Linked DNA regions of Mus musculus: region 1 is linked to region 2. The links are chromatin contacts, called in public HiChIP or PLAC-seq maps. All regions are on one chromosome and are shown on one strand. Each heading gives the region's core, a stretch centred on a gene start, on an enhancer-like site or on the middle of the called end of the contact. The rest is flanking DNA. Distances are from core to core; before and after follow the strand shown. Region 1 holds the start of Grb7 (growth factor receptor bound protein 7). Region 2 holds the start of Psmd3 (proteasome (prosome, macropain) 26S subunit, non-ATPase, 3).

Region 1 (6,952 bases), core at 194-2,693, 240 kb before region 2:
TCCTGGCAGGGTCTGGCTTCTGCCCACTCCTCCTGCCAGTCTGGACAAACAGGATGGATGGCTCTCAAACCTGGTTTGCAAAACAGCCACCTGAGGGCTTGTCAATATCTCACATTCCTGGGGCTCTGCCTCCTCAGTGCTTTGAGACTCTGGTAGCTGAGGAGGGGCCCACGGGTCTGCTCTTTCCAGAGCAGCTTAAGAGACTGTGTTCCCCCCTTTTAAGAGCTGCAGTGTTTTCCCTCCACCCCTCCCGTACCTGCAAGACCTGCCCAGACTACCTGATGGCCTCCGTTCCTGTCCACCCCCACTCTCTTCTGCATTCCCTCCCAGCAGCTGCTTCTCCACACTGGGGGTCCACCATGGCAGGTTAACCCCTCTGGTTCCCACTCACTGCCAGGTCCTCCCTGGCTTTGTTTTCATGGCCTTCCCTGCCTCCTGTGAGTCACTCACCTGGCAAACTTGTCACCTGTCATTTCTTATTTGTGTGACTCTTAAAGGTCAGTCTCCCCGACTGGGTTGCAGCCAGCAAAGGGCGGGTCTGTTTTTGTTGTTTTGCTCTGTATACCCAGCGCCAAGCACAGGTCTGCTAGGTTGGAAATGAGGAAATTGTCTCCTGCAATTTGTTCAAATTGCTTCCTGGCCCAAGCAACCTGCCCCTTCCTCACCTTTTTGCTTTGCTCTATTCATACTAGTCTGTCTGATGTCTGTCTGTCTGTCGTCACTCTGTTTTTGAAACAGGGCTTCTCTGTACAGTCCTCACTGTCCATGTAGACCATGCTGGCCTCGAACTCACAGAGATCCACCTGCCCCTGCCCCTAGAGAGCTGGGATTAAAAGGCACACACTTCCACGGTGGCTTTCCACATTAGTTTTTCAAGCGGAAAAGCTAAGGGAGGCTGTGCTTCCTCAGGGCAGACCCCTTATCGCCCCAGTGGCTTGTTTGTTTTCTTAACTCTTAGCCATAGGAAGCTGGGAGGTGGCCCGCTGCCTTTGATCTGGGGACTCTCAACCCCTCTTCCTGATCCTCCAATGTTTGCTGTGAGCTGAACCAGAAAGCTGGAGTAACTGCTGTAATAGAAGCCATCTGCATCAGGCCACAACGGTCACCAGAACTGTGGCCCCTCCCACTAGGCCACCTTGCCACTCTTAAACTTGAAACTAGGAAGGTGAGACCCTGGACTTGCCTCGGAAGAGAGGGTGCACCTTGGGTATTTTAGCAGGGCCAGGACAACAGCCTGGGCGGCTGGACTGTGGTTGGAGGTCAAAGGGCAGAGCACCTCTTCTGGCTTCCCTTTTAAGCCCAGTGCCCTTTGCCCTAGGGGGTGAGATCCGAGCTGAAGACGGCCCCCTAGCTTGACCAATGAACTGACCATCATTGGAATGGGACGAGTAGGAGTGGGCGGGACCATTCGCGTTTAACAAACAGCCTCCAAACTCCCCTTCCCATGTAGTCAGGATTCTAGATTTTTCTCTGTCCAGCCTGTTCTCTCCGGGGCACCTGCTCTCTCTCTCTCTCTCCCTCTCTCCTAGCACCTGCTGCTCAGTAGGAAGGGCAAGAGCAATTCGAGGCGGTGCATTGTGAGGAGTCTCCACCCCTCCTCCTGCGCTTCCTTCTCCAGGGAGCCTCTCAGGCTCCGCCCTTACCTGCCCGAGATAATTTTAGTTTCCCTGGGCCTGGAATCTGGATACGCAGGGCTCGCTCTATATTCTCCCGCCTCAACATTCCAAAGGCGGGATAGCCTTTCTACCATCTGTAGAGAAGAGAGAAAGGATTCGAAATCAAATCTAAGTGTCTGGGATCTCTAGACAGAGCCAGACTTTGGGCCGGGTGTCCGGCTCCTTCTGTTGGAGGTGCTCCAGGTAAGCCGACCGAGATCGGTCTTAGATAATCTGCTCCTACCCCCAGCCTCACCGAGGGCCCCAGGTTGTGCCTGCATCGAGCGGATCTGGCCTGCTGCCCAGTTAGATGGCCGGGAGGCTGCCACGCTCTCCCCCCTGACCGCCCTCTCTCGGCGAGGTCAGGCCAGAGGCGGGGGGTGGGGGTGGGGGTGGGGGAGAAGGGGGGTGGGTGATAGTTAAGGCCTGGAATCTTCCTCCCTAAACCGGTGGCCTCAGGCAGGTGAGCTATGGTCTGGGTAAAGGCGGAAGCGGGAACTTCATCTTGGGGGATGGGATGGGATGGGATGGGATGCAAGTTAGGTCTGGGTCCCTAAGGAAAGAGTCACACTCCTGATGCTCTCTGCGCTGCATTGTTTGTTTTGTTTGTTGCTTGGCATCACCAATCCTTCCCCTTCCTCATCTTGCTCCCTGAGACCCGAGGTAAGGTCTCTCCATCACCTGAAATCTTGACTTTCCGGCTAAAACTAGTTCTTACCCAACACCAGTTAGTAGGGGGTGCTAGATCCGGAGGTTGCCCTTCAATACCTTATTGAGCTCAGTTTACTACAATCTGGGGTTCCCATTCGGAGGGGAGTAAGGGAGAGCGACTCCCGCAATGGTTGGAACTGCATCTCTCCACGTTGTGGTCCCATCTCCGATACGGAAGCTCAGCAGGCTGCGGATCCCTCCTGGCTGCAAATGAGTGTGGACAAAGAAAGCTAGAGGGGTGGGTGTAGTGTGAAGGTCTGCAGTTCGGGGCCTGGAAAACAGTGTATGGCCGGGTATGTGGGCCTGCCTGAGGCTGAAGTTGGGGGAAAGACCTAGTTAGGTCTGGGTTTTCATGGTAGGATGGAGACAGAGTGCATCTGAGGGACAGCTGATAGTATTTTCAACCTTTTCTCCCTCTTTTCCCCCCAAGAATGCAATGCCTTCTGGGTCATGAGTCTGTCTAGCTTGGACTCTGCTCTCCCCCAATAGCGCGTGCTAATGTGTGTGTGTGTGTGTGTGTGTGTGTGTGTGTTTGTGTTCTCCCCGAAGGCAAACTAATGATTAACTCTACAGAGAACTCTAGCATTCTTCCCAAATTAAACATTAAAAGAGTTGTCCCGCCCGCTTTATTTCATTGGATGTTCCCACCCCCCCCCCAACCCCGGCGGAATGGGTGGAGCATCAACTTTGGGTCAACTCAGGGTTTCCTACCTCCCCACCTGCTCCCGGTACCCGGAAAGGTTAAGCCCCCCCCCCCCCCCACTTCCCTCCCCAAGTCCTGATGGGTGTTAGCTTCCTGTGCTGGTCCAGAGCCGGATCTCAGGCTGCCCAGGCCAGCAGCTCAGTGTCTGCCCCACGAACCCTTCGCCTCATCTTGGGAAGAGGAGATGGTGGCCTTGTTTGCAGTTGGCCCCAAACATTAGGCCTTGCCACTCGCCCCTGGGGCTTTCTAGGTGGGGCAAGATTCAGGAAGTAAACAAGGCAGCAGGGAGGGTAGGAGAGAGGGTGGGGCAGGAGCTGCTGGGGCTGGAGAGCCAGAGTTTGGAGTGGCCTAGCTGAGAGGACAAATTGGTTGGGGGACCAGTTTCTCCAACGGAACCTTTGCTTAGGCCCTAGTTTGAATGTTTTCCATCTTTTGGGCAGGCCCCACAGCAGGCTCCCCTGCCTCATCTCAAATTTTAGTTACTCTACCGTCCCCTAGAGCTGTCCATCTTAAGGGTGTGGTGGAGGGATCTGGAAGCTAACCCTAGTTTAGCCTGCACCTGAGCTTCTAACATCAGACTGTAATCTGACTTCAATCTACTTCCTCCCGTTTCAAACACCTGTCTAACTGGGTGTTGTTTTCTCCATTTGAGGGAGGGGCACCCTTGCTGATGCTCCCACCTCTGCTTGAAAAAGGAGATTAGGTGAGTGGGAGTGGGTGCCCGGTGTTGATGTTCCTTGCTTGGTGTCTTGAGGATGCTAAGTGTCAGATGGGTCTTGCTTGCTCTTCTTGGCTGTCCTGGGGGGTGCTTTGCTGCCTGCCTGCCTGTCTTCTTGGGTGTTTTAACTCCACTTCTGCCTGGTGATACCCCTCAGGTCAGGACACCCCAGAGTGTGTTTAGAGACCCTCTCCCACAGAGCAATCCCTGGGACTAGATATACAATCACCATCATATATCTTGGGATAGTTAACAGCAAACAGAGTTGTAGGTTCCAGACCCAGGCCAGGCAGGGCTGGATGCTGCTTGTCTATCACCAGGAGGTGGGCTCCAATCCTGATAGGCTCCTGGATCCAGGCCGGGCGTTTCTTCTCTCCTTCCTGGGCTATGGGCAGGGAGATGGTTCAGGACTAGAGGTGGGTAGATGATTATTCCCACCTGAGCTGGACACTGGCCAAGGGTGGGGAGGGTGACCTCAGAGGAGCCTCAGGCTGCCCCTCCTCACATCTTCATCTCTACCCAGCCCGCACCCCTTACTCCCAGGCTACCTGTAGGTTGGGAAGTCAGGGATGGAAGGCAGAGGCAGGTTGTTTGTGCTCCTTCTTAGCCAGGAAGTCCTGTGGATGAGTCAAGGTTGAATGGAGAGCCTGGGGCATAGCTGTCCCGCCCCGCCTTGACTCACCTGTCCCCCAGATCCCTTCATGCCCTCATGGAAGGGTCAACCCTGGTGGAGGGAACCCTGGGTGTCCTGGGTAGCCTCACAGTCCCGGTGAGGATGTCTGGAGAATAGGCAGGCTGCTGGGATTGGCATTTTGTCTGAGCCCTGCCAAGCTCAGCACCAAGGGTTTGCTGGTTCCTGCAGAGTAGGGGCTGGAACTCCCCCATCCCAAGATCTCTTTGCCCGGTCTTTCCTGTCCTCACTTGTCTCTGTACCCGTGGGCGCTAAGGCATAGGTGACACTCTGGTGTGTATGCCAGGTGCTTTCAGACCAGGGAAAGGCTAAGACAGGTGCACAGTAATGGGGGCAGAGTTCCCAGCTCAGGGCTGAGTGTGGCAAGGCCAAGAGGATTTCTCTTATCTAGGAGGTGACTTTAGCATTGAGGCTTCTGCTAGGCCTTCTGCTCCCACCACAACTTGAGCACACTGTCCTGCCCTCCTGATTCTTGCCCTTCTTCCCCACCCCCCTCTCTCGGTATCACTCATCACGCAGCCAGGTGCTACCACAACAGGCTTGACAACCGCATCTGGCAATGAGGTACCGAACGACAAAGCGCCTGGAAAATCTGGGACAGAGCCCAGTAAAATAAGCAACCTTTGCCTTGGCCCAGTGGCTGTAGCTAAGGGGCGTGAGGCACGGAGCCAGCCCCAACCTTCCCGAGCTGCTTTTGCTGGAGGCTGAACACTGGCTTTGGAGTCCCAAGCACTGGCCTGACAACCACTGGGTACATAAACGCATGCTTCCGTATAAAGGACGCACATCCTGTTCTCTGAGGACTCAGAGGCAGCCACAGTTTGAAGGGATCAGCGGCAGCCTGTGATGTCAGCAGCGGCAGCCTGTGACGTCAGCAGCTCCGCCCTTTCTCTATAGGTGCCATGGAACTGGATCTGAGCCCGACTCATCTCAGCAGCTCCCCAGAAGATGTGTGCCCAACTCCTGCTACCCCTCCTGAGACTCCTCCGCCCCCTGATAACCCTCCGCCAGGGGATGTGAAGCGGTCGCAGCCTTTGCCCATCCCCAGCAGCAGGTAGGATGGGGCAATGGGAATGCATTGGTAGGGTGGTCAGCGGACAGGGAGGCTAGCCAGCTCTGACTGACATACAGGGCTTCTATCCTTCACTCGTTGCCATAGGAAACTTCGAGAAGAGGAGTTTCAGGCAACCTCTCTGCCTTCCATCCCCAACCCCTTCCCTGAGCTCTGCAGCCCACCTTCACAGAAACCCATTCTTGGTGGTTCCTCCGGTGCAAGGGGGTTGCTTCCTCGAGACTCCAGCCGCCTCTGTGTGAGTTGTTTTGGAAAAGGGAAAGGTGGGGACAGGCCTCTTTGGTGCAGGTGGGGGCAGGTATCCTGGTCCCCGAGGAATGACACCCCCACCTTCCCCTAAGTCACTCGGAGTTCTTGGGGTACAGGTGGTGAAGGTGTACAGTGAGGATGGGGCCTGCCGGTCTGTGGAGGTGGCAGCGGGCGCCACAGCTCGTCACGTGTGTGAGATGCTGGTACAGCGAGCTCACGCCCTGAGCGACGAGAGCTGGGGACTAGTGGAATCCCACCCCTACCTGGCACTGGGTGAGTTGAGGTACAAGGAGCTATGGGGGCATGTCTTCCATCTTGGGCGAGTAGGTAGCTCATCTCGGAGGCTTAGCTAATCTCTACCAACCAATCTCTACCAACCCCTGTTTTTTTTACCCTCGAATCCAGAGCGGGGTCTGGAGGACCATGAATTTGTGGTGGAAGTGCAGGAGGCCTGGCCTGTGGGTGGAGACAGCCGCTTCATCTTTCGTAAAAACTTCGCCAAGTATGAACTATTCAAGAGCCCCCCAGTGAGTGTACAAGGAGAACCTGGGGGCGCATGCCCGTGCGACCCCCCCCCACCCCGCCCCGGACTCTGCCCCCGGACCCCAGCCTGGATTCTTGAGCTCTGATTCCTCATTTCTTTCTTCCCCAGCACACCCTGTTCCCAGAAAAGATGGTCTCGAGCTGTCTGGATGCACAAACAGGCATATCCCATGAAGACCTCATCCAGGTGAGGTCTTCACCATATAGCCACAGTCCCCCTACAAGTCATCCAGGGTTTCAGCCCCACGGCCACCAGGCCATGTGAGGTCTGTGTTTGTTGGTGTGACCTTGCCTGAGAATTTGTGACTGTCATTCCCGGTGCAGCACCTCCTCCCGAGGCCTGAGAGGAGGCTGGCCCTTCATACCCCGCACACATCTCTCCTCAGAACTTCCTGAACGCTGGCAGCTTCCCTGAGATCCAGGGCTTCCTGCAGCTGCGGGGATCAGGCCGGGGGTCAGGTCGAAAGCTTTGGAAACGTTTCTTCTGCTTTCTGCGTCGATCTGGCCTCTACTACTCTACCAAGGGTACCTCCAAGGTGAGTTGGTGGGGAGTCAGCTCCAGCCTGTCACGTACGTCTTCCTCAGTGGTTTGCCCGGACCCTTCCACTCT
Region 2 (6,222 bases), core at 2,636-5,135:
CACCTTTCTGTTTGGCAAGTGGCTATTTAACACAGAGAGTTATTTGTCACAATAGAATAAAAATAATTGAAAAGGCAAGTAGGGACAGCAACAAGGTGGCTCAGCAGGTAAAGGCCCTTGCTGCCGCCAAGCCTCGTGACCTGACTTCAACTGCCAGACGCCACATGGTGGAAAGAGAGAATTCCTGCCTTCCACACGTACATCGTGGTAAAAGTGCCCCCCACCTCAACTAAATAAGTAAATAAACGTAATTTTTAAAAGATATGCAGGACTGGAGAGATGGCTCAGTGGTTAAGAGGAGAGTGGTTCTTCCAGAGGACCCAAGTTCAACTCCCAACACTCACATGGCAGCTGACGACTGCCTGTAACTCCAGTTCCAAAGGATCCAACACTCTCACACAGACATACATGGAATCAAAACACCCACGCACATAACATAAAATAATGATAATTTTAAAAAGAGCCAGGCAGTGGTGGCACAGGAAGGCCACTTTTTAAATCCCCGCGCTGGGAAGGCAGAGGCAGGTGGTTCTGTGTTCGAGGCCAGACTTATCTACTGAGCAAGTTCCAGAACAACCAAGGCTACATAGAAAAACCTCATTTCTAAACAAACAAACAAACAAACAAACAAAAAACCAAATGTGTGTGTGTGTATGTGAGAGAGAGAGAGACAGAGACAGAGACAGAGACAGAGACAGACAGAGAGAGACAGAGAGAGAGAGAGAGAGAGAGAGAGAGAGAGAGAGAGAGAGAGAGAGAGAGAGAAGCTATAGCCAGGTGTAGTGAGGCAGATAAAGATCTAACTCCCTTTCGCCCCAGAACTCTGAGGCAAAGGGCAAGTTTCATTGAGTTACAGGACAGCCTGGGCCACCTAGTGAGACCCTGTCTTAAAGCAAACACACAAAGGAAGCAAGATGTCCTGAGTATTTATAAATACAGAAGAGAGTATAGGCAAGACGCATCCTCTGTCTTCTGAGTCCTTATTAGAGTGGGAGCTGAGCCAGTCCCAGCTCTGAGACTCACTTGGGATCTTGTTTATATAAGTTTCCGTGCTGGAAATTTGTTTTGTGCTTTGAGAAACTGACCGCTGTATCTTCAAAACTGATGCTTGTGGGAAAGACAGGAAGGCTTCCCAGTCTAGTTTTCTTCTATTCATGTCTCCACCACAAAGGGCATCCTCCTGCTCCCACTCACAGGTGTTTGGATATATAAAGGTCTCCTCAGGTCGCTGCCCTGCTCTGCAGCAGAGGCTCCACCACTCTCACCCTTCATCCCCTCAGTGCACTGGAGAACAGAGTGCAGACTGTCAACTTTCTCTAAAGGGCTCTGTGACACATCCCTTGCTGTTTCCACTTAGAAAAGATGATGGTGGTGATGATGGTAGTGGTGGTGATGGTGGTGATGATGATGGTGGTGGTGGTGATGATGATGGTGGTGGTGGTGATGATGATGGTGGTGGTTGAGATGGTAGTAGTGGTGATGAGGATAATGACAGTGATGGTGATGATGGTGATGGTGATGATGACAATGAGTGGTTGTCACATGCCACTGCCCCCTTGTGGAGGTCAGTAGGCAACTTTTATGGATTCAGTTCTCTCCTTCCACCTTTACCAGGTTTCCAGGAATGGAACTCAGGTGTCCACAGGCTTGTGGCAACACCTTTACCTACTGACTCATCTTGCCAGCCCAGTTGTTTTGAGCTTTGGAGAGGGCAGCAAGTTCTCACACAGTAGCCTAGGCTGACCTCGGCCTAAGTGCTGGGATTACTGGAGTGCAGCATGGTGCCTGATGGGGTATATTACTGTCTTAGTTGGGGTTTTATTTTTCTGTGAAGAGACACCATGACCAAGGCAACTCTTATAAAGGCAAACATTTATTGGGGCTGGCTTTCCATTTCAGAGGTTCAGTCCATTATCATCATGGTGGGAAGCATGGCATCTTACAGGCAGATGAAGGGCCGAAGACACCAAGACATCTTGATCAGAAGGCAGCCAAGCCAGGAGGAGACTCTCTTCCACTCTGAGCAGAGCTTGAGCACTAGGAGACTTCAAACCCTGCCCCCGCCCCCCCCCCCCCCACTGTGAAGCTCTTTCTCCAACAAGGCCACACCTAATAGTGCCACTCCTTATGGGTCAAGCAAGGTCAAACCACCAAATTTACATTCTTTAAAAAAAAAAAAAAGCCCAATGCCTGGCAAAAACAGAAGTGGATGCTCACAGTCAGCTATTGGATGGAACACAGGGCCCCTAATGAAGGAGCTAGAGAAAGTACCCAAGGAGCGAAAGGGGTCTGCAACCCTATAGGTGGAACAACGATATGAACTAACCAGTACCCCCACCCCCCAGCTTGTGTCTCTAGTTGAATATGTAGCAGAGGATGGCCTACTTGGCCATCAATAGGAGGAGAGGCCCCTTGATATTGCAAAGATCATATGCCCCAGTACAGAGGAATGCCAGGGCCAGGAAGCTGTGGTGGGTGGGTTGGGGAGCAGGAAGGGGGAAGGATATAGGGGGCTTTGGAGATAGCATTTGAAATGTAAGTGAAGAAAATATCTAATTAAAAAAAAAAGCATTTATGCTTAGTAGTGGTGGCAAATGCTTGTAATTCCAGCATTTGGGAAGCAGAGTGAGTTCCCAGACATCCAGGGCAATACAGAAAAACCTTTAAAAAAAAAAAAAAAGCATTTATTTATGGGGGAGGGGAACTCGAGCCTCAGCATGCTTATGGAGGTCAGAGAAAAGCGTGAGACTCAGTTCTCTCCTTCTACCATGGGACCCAGGGATCAAACTCGTGTCTTCATACTTGGCAAGCACCTTTACTCACTTGAGCCATCTCACCACCCCCTCAACATTACTTTCTTTTTTTTTTCTTTTTTTGGAGACAGGGTCTTTTTGTGTAGTTCCCGCTGTCCTGGAGCTTGCTATGTAGACCAGGCTGGCCTTGAACTCAAAGATCTCCCTAGTGCTGAGATTAAAGTTGTGTACCACTGAGATTAAAATTATGTACCACACCTAGCCCTACATTACATTCTTGAGCTGGTGTTTGTTTGTTTGTTTACTTTTTCGGGAAAGGGTTTCTCCGTGTAGCCCTGGTGGTCCCGGAACTCACTCTGTAAACCATGCTGAGCCTCGAACTCACAGAAACCCACCCGTCTCTGCTTCCTGAGTGCTGGGATAAAAGGCATGCACCACCACGCTGGGCATGTTGGGTTTTTCAACAATCTTATATATACTGGCCCTGAGCAGTATACAACGTGGACTCCTATTATTAAATTTGACTAATTCTACACAAATACACACGACCCCCACATTCCCAGGCTGCAGAGAAGGTATGCCTTATACTCAGCATTATACAAAAATTTGACAAGGAAGTTCGGATGCCCTGGGGGTTGAGCTCAGTTTATCGAAAGCCAAACAGCCTAGCTACACGTCCACAAGCTCCTTTTCTTTCTGGTGCTGGAAGCATCTGGCGGGCGTTGAGAGCACGAGCCTGGCGGATTTCATTGGGGACCTGACCCGCGCAAACTGGGAGAGCTTGACCGGGGCGGGGGTTAGGGGGGTGGAGAGGAATCTGCCCGGCAACTCATGATGTCATCCCCATCTGAGCTCCGATAGGTCCTACCCACTTACATGTTAGAGTCTGTTGTAGCCCAGCTTGGAGTCTAAAGTGACCTCTCGCGGACATCCAAAGATGTACACTAGAGAGGAAGATAAAATCACCACTCTCAGGTCCCACAAATTCCTGCAGACTCCTCCCAGTTCCTAGAAGGTCCGCCTTCATCGTTTCTTGAAGACTCCTCCCACTTCCTAGAAGATCCGCCTTCATCGTGCACCTCGGCTGTTGATTTATTTTCCCTCCCTGGACTCGGCCATCTGCTCGCCATGCCTGGCATTTCCCAGAAGCCCCAGCGCCGGGAAGGAGTTTGCAGCTGCTCGGTCATCGTGCGGCCCGACGCGAGCCCGCGCTGGTGTGCAGGCCCGGCTCTGTGCCTGGTCTCTGGTGTGAGGGTTTACGCGAGGCCCCTGCTTCGGTCCCCGGACTAGGCCTCGACCCCGGGCGCCATGAAGCAGGAGGGCTCGGCGCGGCGCCGAGGCGCCGACAAGGCAAAGCCGCCGCCGGGAGGGGAACAAGAACCGCCGCCACCGGCCCCCCAGGATGTGGAGATGAAAGAGGAGGCAGCAGCTGGGAGCGGCTCCACGGGGGAGGGAGACGGCAAGGCAGCTGCGACCGAGCACTCCCAGAGAGAGCTGGACACTGTCACCTTAGAAGGTACGGGAGCCCACGTCGGGGTCGTGCCGCGATCACCGGTGACAGCGGCCAGGGTGATGCGACTTCTTGCTGGGACCTCTGCGTAGCCTCCACCTACCTTGGTTCCTTCGGTCAATGGAGCTGGGGTCAGAAGTGCCCGCCCAACCACCCTGACTCCCTCGACCCCAGCCGATGACCGAACCTGTTCTCCAGTCTGCGGACTGCTCTCCTCCTCTGGGGTTGCATCTTAGTCTCACCGAGCCTTTTCTTCAGTCCTTCCCAGTGATCTACTCCATCCGACCGATTCTAGCGCCTGTTATTGCTATGTAGAAAGTAGCATTTGTATTTGTGTCTAGAGAAACCAGGGTAACAGATTACACTAGCCTCTTAGTTTAAGAGTTTATAAAAATGGGTTCTGTAGCTCTAGGCTCCTTTAGCAAACTCCCTCGGAGAGCCATTTCTACCTTCTGCCTTCCTTCTGTAGTTGAAGCATCTAAACTAAAAGTCCCGGTGCACTTTTCCACTCTCTTAAGGACCTTACCCCTCCTTTCCTAAAGAGTTCAAGCACACGCACGCTTTTACTTCTGAATCAGACCCCCTCCCCCCCCACCCCTGCCTTCTTTCTCTTTTAGTTTATAATGCCTACCTGTGGCCCCGACTCCTATAAGCCAACACCAGAGACCCGTTCTCAGGCTCCTATTGTCCCCTTGTCCCGCTTAAGTTGCTCTTTTACTTTTTCCACTTAGTATATCTTGTCCATGTGCGCGCGATGAGACTTTTCCGGGTGATCTGTAGTTTTTTCTCTCTGTGTGTGTGTGTGTGTGTGTGTGTGTGTGTGTGTGTCTCAACTGCACGAGAAACTACTTTAAAACATGGTGATAGGCCAAGTCATGCCCTGAGTTGTACTTTTGAGTGTAAGTATGTATAGACTGCATCAACTCCCATTCTAAACTTGGTAACAAGATCTGTATACAGTAAAGGTCTTCTTTCCTGAAATAAAAGTTTCCAGTGGCAGAAATGTCACTCAGCATCGTGAAATATTTCATGGTTTGTATTCACTGTAGAAATTCTGGAACATGTGAGCATTTTAAAGCAACAGGGAGAAACTTTTAACCAGAGTTGACATATTTCCTCGTGTATTTTCAAACTGCTCCATAATTGAAATCACTTAAGTATTCAATTTGGATCAGGGCATTCGTATGTAAAGATATTGTCATTTTCTTTTTGTTGTCTTCATTTAATACATCCATGAACATAGGGTTCAACTTATGCAAGAAGCATTTGTTGACTACTTAGTATAGTGATGGAGATTATATAAAGTCCAGAATCCGTTTCCCTGTTTGTGTGGGTGAATTAATAGCATTAGCTGTTTTGTTTGGGTTATTGTGAACATGGGAGCTCATGAGCTGTGCTAGCACATGATAGAAATACATGGTGGGCCCTCCATACATAGTCGCTGTAACTGTAGCAGTTACTGTCACACGCGAAGCACCCGTTGTTAAGTGGGCAGTGAGACTCAGAGCATTCTCTTAACTGCTGCACATCTAAGTTCTTCTTTTTTCTCATTTCTTGCTCTTTTAAGTAGTTTTGCAGTCCTCACTATTCCAAAGTTTTCAATCTACTTTTGTAACTACTTAAATATGGCTTCCCAGAATTTGTATACCTAAGTCAAAAAGGGTAAACATGTTTGAATTTCAGTGTGTGTGTATGTGAGTGTGAGTATCTTATCTGCATGTTTGTAAATGCACCACCTGTGTGCAGTGCCCACCAAGGCCAAAAGAGGTCATCTGATCCCCTGGGACTCTAGTTATGGGCAAGTGTGAGCCACCATGTGGGTGCTGGGAGCGGGGCCTCTGGACAGAGTGGCTGATACTCTTAACCACTGAGCCATCTCCTTACACCCCAGTTCTAAAGTTTTTTATATTGTCCTAAAAAATCTGACTTACAAATAAATGTTCTTTTCCCTACTGTTTA

Evidence for each region. HiChIP or PLAC-seq counts read pairs in DNA pulled down with a chosen protein or histone mark.
Region 1: an H3K4me3 HiChIP or PLAC-seq map of embryonic stem cells shows a contact between it and region 2, with 25 read pairs. The contact joins the promoter of Grb7 here to the promoter of Psmd3 in region 2. A contact is called at or near these places in 6 of 39 promoter capture datasets (cranial neural crest, embryonic stem cells, liver and 2 more), 7 of 484 Hi-C or Micro-C datasets (CD8 T cells, embryonic stem cells and nephron progenitors), 14 of 115 datasets of contacts at active chromatin or transcription factors (the SCID.adh cell line, bone marrow-derived macrophages, cardiomyocytes and 8 more) and 2 of 9 other capture datasets (liver and pancreatic islet).

The regions. Positions count from the first base shown.
Region 1 is chr11:98,445,391-98,452,342 of GRCm38.p6, forward strand. Grb7 (growth factor receptor bound protein 7) reads left to right here and starts at 1,444. Exons shown (of 15, transcript NM_010346.2): 1 at 1,444-1,859; 2 at 5,376-5,532; 3 at 5,638-5,788; 4 at 5,916-6,072; 5 at 6,205-6,326; 6 at 6,452-6,529; 7 at 6,729-6,878. The coding sequence starts at 5,381. It also overlaps a transcript of Mien1 not described here.
Region 2 is chr11:98,678,669-98,684,890 of GRCm38.p6, forward strand. It overlaps Psmd3 (proteasome (prosome, macropain) 26S subunit, non-ATPase, 3), which reads left to right and starts at 3,886. Exons shown (of 12, transcript NM_009439.1): 1 at 3,886-4,269. The coding sequence starts at 4,062.